Regions from separate parts of the Mus musculus genome. Here region 2 is linked to region 1. The links are chromatin contacts, called in public HiChIP or PLAC-seq maps. All regions are on one chromosome and are shown on one strand. The core of a region is the stretch at or near the end of the contact, and the rest is flanking DNA. Distances in the headings are between cores, read along the strand shown.

What was found. HiChIP or PLAC-seq counts read pairs in DNA pulled down with a chosen protein or histone mark.
Region 2: a contact with region 1 is called in an H3K4me3 HiChIP or PLAC-seq map of bone marrow-derived macrophages, with 2.2 times the contacts expected there. The contact joins two enhancer-like sites. A contact is called at or near these places in 3 of 39 promoter capture datasets (cranial neural crest, liver and trophoblast stem cells), 1 of 15 datasets of contacts at CTCF or cohesin (the NIH/3T3 cell line), 5 of 115 datasets of contacts at active chromatin or transcription factors (bone marrow-derived macrophages, embryonic stem cells, extraembryonic endoderm stem cells and 1 more) and 3 of 9 other capture datasets (adipose tissue, liver and pancreatic islet).

The regions. Positions count from the first base shown.
Region 1 is chr17:45,617,246-45,621,254 of GRCm38.p6, reverse strand. It overlaps the pseudogene Gm25008. Among named protein-coding and RNA genes, the nearest start is that of Gm52283, 7.7 kb to the left of the region's middle. Within about 2 kb of position 2,099, at least 176 of the 459 cell types and tissues checked have an H3K27ac peak or open chromatin away from gene starts, as enhancers often do. A contact at or near this core is called in bone marrow-derived macrophages and liver, where this site is marked.
Region 2 is chr17:45,705,232-45,709,240 of GRCm38.p6, reverse strand. Gm35456 (a long non-coding RNA gene) reads left to right here. Exons shown (of 7, transcript XR_385596.4): 6 at 3,934-3,967. Among named protein-coding and RNA genes, the nearest start is that of Gm35456, 20 kb to the left of the region's middle. Within about 2 kb of position 2,235, at least 14 of the 459 cell types and tissues checked have an H3K27ac peak or open chromatin away from gene starts, as enhancers often do. A contact at or near this core is called in bone marrow-derived macrophages and liver, where this site is marked.

The sequences.
Region 1 (4,009 bases), core at 850-3,349:
TTTGTTTTTTTTTCCAGAGACAGGGATTCCCTGTATAGTACTAGCTGTCCTGTCCTGGAACTAACTCTGTAGACCATGCTGGCCCCGAACTCACAGAGATCCACCTGCCTCTACCTCCCCAGTGCTGGGATTAAAGGCGTGCACCACCACCACTCAGCTAAAATTTCTCTTTTTTTAAATACTATTTTTTAAAGATTTATTTATTTGGGACTGGAGAGATGGCTCAGCAGTTAAGAGCACTGACTGCTCTTTCAAAGGTCCTGAGTTCAATTCCCAGCAACCACATGGTGGCTCACAACCATCCATAATGAGATCTGACGCCCTCTTCTGGTGTGTCTGAAGACAACTACAGTGTACTCACATAAATAAAATAAATAAATAGATCTTTTAAAAAAAGATCTATTTATTTTATGTAATATATATCACAGACAAAGAGATCTCCATAAAAACCAAGACTGTGAATGTCAATGTTTGTTGGGCTTTTTTTTTTTTTTTTTAAATATGGACTGCTTCACGAATTTGTGTGTCATCCTTGCGCAGGGCCATGCTAATCTTCTCTGTATCGTTCCAATTTTTTTTTTTTAGTATATGTGCTGCCGAAGTGAGCACGTTTGTTGGGCTTTTATCTATCAGTCTCACTGTGAAAAGGAACACAAAGACCTTTAAAGAGCACTGAACATTGGTTTGCTCTATTTCATTATTCTTTGCTAAGGACACACATGTGTTGGTTCACCTTAAGTGGCCTTGTTGAGCTCAACTTGTGATGACACTGCCACTGTCCTGTGGGGTCCTATTTATATTCCTTCATCACAGATCCTCCCACGTGTTCGCTATATCAAAATATCCTTTCAACCCTGTCTGCTTCAAGAAAACAAGTCTTTAAAGTGTTCACTTTAGCAAGACATGCTCTCATCTATGTGCCCCAACAAAACATCATTCGACAGAACTAACTTTCCAAAGAAACTGGAAGTTTCCACTTCATGTGCTATTTCATCTAACCCAGGAAGCCAGTATGAAATTGTCTAGGAGATTTAGCTATACATAACAAACACGAAGTGGGTCCTGTCTCCACCTCTCTAGCCCTGGGATTGCAGGCAAACACTACACATAGACACACATAATCTCCTAGGTTCAAACTGAAGTTTCCACGTTTGTGCAGCAAGCCCTTTACCACCTGACTGGCTGAGCCCCTCCCCAGCCCCTAGGAACTAGTTCCGTTTTAGGAAGATGAGACGTTTGTCAGCCACAACGGTTGCATGTCTTTCCTCTTGACACTGTCTTTCCACTGGGGTTGGTTAATATCTATCACATAGACATTTGCTCCTTCACTCCGGTAGATCTGTTTTCTCCCAGGCATCTACCACCGAGCCCTGCCTCTCTTCCTCATGACATTTGGCCTATTGGGGTCTTGTGTGTCCTGATTTCGGTAGCTGCAGATCATAACCAAAGGATGGAATGCTTATCTAGTTTCCCCAGGGTTCTGATTCCCCAAGCCCAACACAAAACAAAAACCGCTTAGCATATTCTCGGTAAGACACAGAAAACTGCCTTGAAGTCTGCCTCCCGGGGAAACCACTTCCTGCTCTATCTTCCTCCGGGATCCTGTGGCTCTCTGCCTATGTATTTACTTCTAGGACCTCTGGGGAGCCTGCAGCTCCCTTTTCCTCTCTCCGTGTTTACTCTGCTTCCCAGCGCAGGCCACAGAGTGGGAGTTTCCTGCCTGTTCATCCCCACAGCGGCGTCACTGTCTCTCCTTGACACCCACCTCTCCCGGCCTGGCCTTCAAACTCTGGGTCTCCTGGGGCCTTGGAATCACCTTCCTTCCGGTGTCTGAGTCCCGCTGTCACCTCCCCAAGGACTTCGGGATGCTTCTTTTTGGTTACTGCCACCTACCCAGAGGGATGTCGAAGACTCCCTCAGGCTTTGTTTGTGGCCCCGGCCTTGAGTTCATTAGGCAGTTTTTAAATTCAGTCTGTTCATTACTTGGCTACTCGTCCTTGCTCAGATCCTTTCTTCCTTGAACCCCCCTCCTAAAGCACCCACCCTACCCGTTGAAAGGCATTGCCCGACCTACTTCCTCCTGGAGACCCTGTCTAGGGGCCGCCTCCTTCTCTAGCCACTCCTCTTTCCGCCTCCCCCCTCCCTTCTCTGACCTGCTTTTATGACCTCTGGACAGAAACTTCCCATTTCCTGTTGTGTCTCCCATCCTGACCGTGCATTGAGAGTTTTTCACTGACATTTGGGCCTCACTGGTTTTTAGAGCCCATACCTAGTGAATACTGAATGAGTCTGAGGCTTAGAGGAATGAATGGCTTCAAACTGTCCTGCGCGACCCAGCTCTCCAGCTGGGGCCACCGCAGCCCATTCAGTTTGATGTGCAAACCTCTGTACCACATCTGCCTTGCTCCCAACTTCTTCTGTCACCAAGGTTCCCTGTGAATGTGTTCATTCATCCGTCAAAGGAAAAAAACAAAACAAACACGGAGGTGAGAATTATAAAGGCCTAGAGCTCTGTGCACCTGCAGACAGCAGTGTGATAAACAACCTAGAAGGACTGGGTTTTTCAATGTACTTTTTTTTTTTTTTTTTTCGAGACAGGATTTCTCTGTATAGCTCAGGCTGTCCTGGAACTCACTTTGTAGACCAGACTGGCCTCGAACTCAGAAATCCGCCTGCCTCTGCCTCCCAGGTACTGGGATTAAAGGTATGCGCCACCACACCTGGCTCAATGTACTTTTTAAAACTTATTTTATTTTATTTTATTTTATTTTATTTTATTTTATTTTATTTTATTCTGCTTGGGAATATGCCTGTGTTGCTGTGTGCCTATGCAGGTTGTCTTACAACTTGTGTGGAGTTAGACCTTTTATTCAGTTTCCAGTGAACTCCGGCCAGCAGGCTTGCAAGCATCTTTACTTACTGTGCCATCTTGACAGCCCAGATAGTGTCTTGTTGTTGTTGTTGTTGCTGTTGTTGTTGTTGTATTTGAGAAAGGCTCTCATGGAGCCCAGGCTGGTCTCCAACTCACTAAGCAGCAGAGAAGAATCTTGAACTCCTGCTCCCCCGTCTGTACCTCCTAAGAGCTGGGGTTGGGGACATGGTCCACCATACCTAACCACATAAGAACGTTCCTACTGTTACGTTTTCTACACTAGGTTCTGCCCTGTCTGATCAGTTACATTTCACAGAAAGGTAAACTGAACTACTGACTGCTTTGCGGAAGATTCCATTCAGTAACAGATGAGCTGAGATTGGACCTGCACAGTTAGATCTGTCAACTTAATCACACCTGGTTTTGCTGGTTGCTGTTTTGTTTTGCTCAGTTTTAGTTTTGTTTCTTCTTTGTTGTGTTTGCTTAGACACTCCAGGTCCGGCATTGGATTCCCAATGTAGTGGAGCATGACCTTGAACTTCTGACCCTCTTGCTTCTACCTCCCAGGGCTGGAGTTACAGGGAATTGGACCTAGGGTTTCCTACACGCTAAGTGATCAACTCTAGCAACCCAGCTACAACCCCACTCCCTGTTTTGAAACTTTTATGACTTCACTCAGTTATATCTCCACGTGGGTTATATCTCCACGTAAGTTATATCTCCACGTGAGTTATATCTCCACGTGGGTATGTGTTTGCAGAGATGTTCTGTTTAGCTCCCTGCAGACTTGACACGAGCTGGAGTCATTTGGGAAAAGGGAACCTTGACTGAGAAAATGTCTGGACCAGAAGGATCTGTGGCCAGGATTCCGAGGCATCTTCTTGGTTAATGGTTGTCTCAGGAGAGCCAACCGTGGAGGGTGGGGTCAGTGCTCCTGGTTAGTAAGAAAGAAGGCACGTTCCTTTAATCCCAGCTCTGGAGAGGCAGAGGCAGGCTGATCTCTGTGAGTTTGAGACCAGTCTGGTCTGCATAGTGAGTTCTAGGTGAGCCAGGACTGTTACACAGAGAAACCCTGTCTCAAAATACGACAACAACAACAACAACAACAACAGCAGCAGCAGCAACAACAAAAACAGA
Region 2 (4,009 bases), core at 986-3,485, 88 kb before region 1:
AGGACACTCCTGGCCATAGGGCCACCTGTGAGCTCTTAAGGGCTTATGCTGGAAACTCAAGGCAGGAACCCTAGGGATAGAGCAAGAGAAAGAAGGATCAAATGAGAGGCTTCATGTAGGGCTAAACTCCACCTCACTACTGTGGGGACCACTGAACATAACCACTTACCCAGCACCTAGTGGGCTTCCATGGTCCAGGATTTACAGAGAGAAGGAATAGGGCTTGGAAGACAGAAAACATCGCTGGTGTGGGAGATGGCTCACCCTCTTCACTTAATTCTTTATTCAACAAACATGGAGAAACCATTTCTTTTATTTTATTTATTTTTTTTTTTTTTTGAGACAGAGTTTCTCTGTGTAGCCCTGGCTCTCCTGGAACTCACTTTGTAGACCAGGCTGGCCTCGAACTCAGAAATCCACCTGCCTCTGCCTCCCGAGTACTGGGATTAAAGGCGTGCGCCACCACACCCGGCGAGAAACCATTTCTTGCTGGGTCCTGAGAGGGCCCCATGAAAGCAAAGGGTCCATTTCCTTGGCCACAGTGAATGCAACCATGAGATGACAAGAGGCAAACCTGGTAAGGCGGGCAGGCGGGCAGGCGGGGAGGCGGGGAGGCGGGCAGGCGGGCAGGCGGGCAGGCGGGCAGGCGGGCAGGCGGGCAGGCTCGCTCCAGCGAGAAGCACAGTCTTCCCTTCCATTCAGGCTAAGAGAAGATAATCCAAGAAGTAACCGGAAGCAACCCAAATATCTTGGTGGTTATCCAAAGGCTGCTTCCGGAAAACAGTTTCAGTTTTTAATTGCTGGGGAGGGCACCTTACCAAGAAATAGTTTCAACACAGGTCAGGGGAGCTGAAAGAGCAGAAGTCATGAGGTCAGATAGTCCCGATTTGGAATCCCAGCCTGCCACTTGCCCGGCAGTTCCTGAGGTCTGGTCAGCTTGGGTGTTCTCTTCTCAGTCAGGCATCCAATGATGAGAGGGCTACCCGGTAGTGCCAGATGCACTTATAGAAACTCTCACAGCATGAAAAGATCGGGGGAAGCCCTAGGATGGAGGAAAAACAGGTGTGTGGGGTTCTAGAAGGAGGAGTAGAGGCTTCTGTAGAGGGGCAGAATTTGGGGCTGAACATGATTCCCAGAGCGCTTGCCTAACGTGTATGACGCCCTGGGTTCCATCCCCAGCACCACATAAGCCAGGCATGGGGTGCACACCTGCAATGACAGGTAGGGCAAGTTGATCAAATGTTATTATGGACTACACAGCCAAGTTTGAGGCCAGTCTAGTATACATGAAACGCTGTCTCAATTTTATTTTTGATTAATTAATTAATTAATTAATTAGCTTCTTTGTTTATTGAGTTTCTCTGTGTAGCCCTGGATGTCCTGGAACTTGCTCTGTAGACCAGGCTGGTCTTGAACTCAGAAATCTGCCTGCCCCTGCCTCCCGAGTGCTAGGGTTAAGGCTGTGCACCACCACTGCCTGCCCCCTGCTCCTCTCAATTTTAAAAGGAAAGAGGGGAAAGCCACTTGTGAAACGAAAAACAGAATATAAGTTGCCAGCCAGCCTGTCAGGCAGGAAGGTGGCTGAAGCCACTGCTGGGACAGGCAAGGAAAACCAAGTCTGAGCAGAAAACTGGGTCCTGGTGGTGACCAGAAAGGCGACCCTCCATGCCATCCAGCAGGTGGAGCCAAGTCAGACCTTGACTGAGACCCCTCTCACATGAAACAAGGACTCCCACTTTGTTCTGGGAGTTGACTGGCCCTGGTCCTCTGGTAGTCTTCACTGACACCTCTTCTGGCTTACCCTCACCCCGTGTGTACATACAAATATACTCAGGCACACACACACACACACACACACACACACACACACACACACACATAAAATAAAACAAGTGGTTTTTTTTTTTTTAAGATAAAAAAAGTCAAAAGCCAGCTTTAGCCTGTCACTATACCTGTTTATCCCACAGCCTTCTGGGTGGAGAGAAGAAGAAAAACCAGGAGGTGAGAAGTCGTGTCTGCATGCCACGTCCTACAGCCAAGCGTGGTGGCCCAGGACTCTGCAAGCTTACAAATGGGAGTCCCAGGCCAGCCAGAGCTATTTATTGAGACCCTGTCACCTGTGAAAATATATAAACATACATACATACATACATACATACATACATACATACATACATACATACATCTGCAAACTGAAGAACACTGAGTCCAATTTGTGGCCGCATGATGTCATTTCCTTTACGTGTAATTCCTCTTTATTTCTGTCTCCTGTCTGCCCCCTGCCTGCGCCTGATACTGCTGATTAACTTCCAAGTAATTAACTTCCATGTAAACACAGTCCATCTGAGTCCCCCTCCTCCTTCCCATCCACGGAGGCGCAGACCCTCACCCACACTGAGGTGATGGCTCCCCTCTCCACTCACCCAGAAGCAAGCACTCCACTGGCCACCTTGTAACCTTCAACCCCAACATTGTGAACACTAGATCAGAGTAACTAACGTCTGTGCAATTGGAAGCAGTGGCAGATAGGAAACAGTATTTAAATTTGGAGAAGAAATAACCAGTTATAGTAGGGTGTAGTTCTCTGCCCCTGTGATCCAGCACTTAGGAGGTAGACCCAGAAGATCAGAAGTTCAAGATCATCACTGGTTACATAACAAGTTTGTTGGCATGGGATGCACGAAACACTGTTTCAAAGGATATATATATATCATATATATCACATATATAATATATATCATACGTGTGTATGTGTGTATATATATACTTTTTTATTTTTTATTTTTTAAAACAAGTAAGGTGGGCAGGGCAGGGTATGCCAGGGCATCCCAGGACTCAGGATGCAGAGTCAGGCAGATCTGTAAATTCCAGGCCAGCTGGGGCTACATAGTAAGACCTTGTCTCAAGGGAGAGAAAGGGAGAGGGGAAAGTAGCTTTCAGTTAGACGCTCCTTTTTCATACCTAGTCCTGGAATAGACATCAAAGTTAAAGCCAAATGTCACATCAGCAAAGGTTCTCTCCAAGAAACACATTGATCCTCTGCACATAAATGCAGACTCCAGTTTAACTGGGTTATCAGTCTAGACTTGGCACAGGAAGACACTTCACAAGTAGGAAGCCCGAGACATGCAGCCAGTACGGGCAAAGTCTGTGGGGGTAAGAATCTATCTGGAAATGAGCAGCCATGCCCAGCACAGGTGCTTGTTCCAAACCTGCAAATGTCAGAATGCCAACCTTATACCAGACCCTTGCACTATGACTCCTTTTATGACTAAATTCAAAAGTAGAAGTGCCAGGAGTGATGACACAAGACTGTATTCCCAGCCCTTGGGAATTAGAAGCAGGAGGATCAGATGTTGAAGGTCATCCTGGGCTGCATTAGAGACTTTAGAGCCAGTCTGGGCTAGAGAAGACCCTGTCTCAACAAACCAGCCGCCAACCAACAAAAATAAATAAATACGGGCTGGAGAGATGGCTCAGTGGTTAAGAGCATGGCTGCTCTTCCAGAGGTCCCAAGTTCAACTCCTAGCAACCACATGGTGGCTCACAACCATCTGTCATGTGATCTGATGCCCTCTTCCTGTGAGTCTGAAGACAGCTACTCATAATAAACAAACAAACAAACAGGTAAATTCAGTCAGGCCTGATGACTCATGCCTTTAATCACAGCACTCAGGAGGCAAAGGCAGGCAGAGGCAGGTGAATTTCTGAGTTCAAGGCCAGCCTGGTCTACAGAGTGAGTCCCAGGACAGCCAGGACTACACAGAGAAACCCTGTCTCAAAAAAAAAAAAAAAAAAAAAAAAAATCCAGCATTCCAGCATAATGAATATTTCTGTTTAGCTCACTTCTCTGTACAGTCTAGGAAACAGTTTCACCTAGAGGGGACAGCCTTCTCACCTCAGAGAACCTAATCAAGCCATCTCCTTCTGCAGGCCAAGCATGTCCAGCCTCCCATGCATGCCCCAGGTGAGTCTCACAAGTCGACAAGGGAGGCTAATCATTACAAGG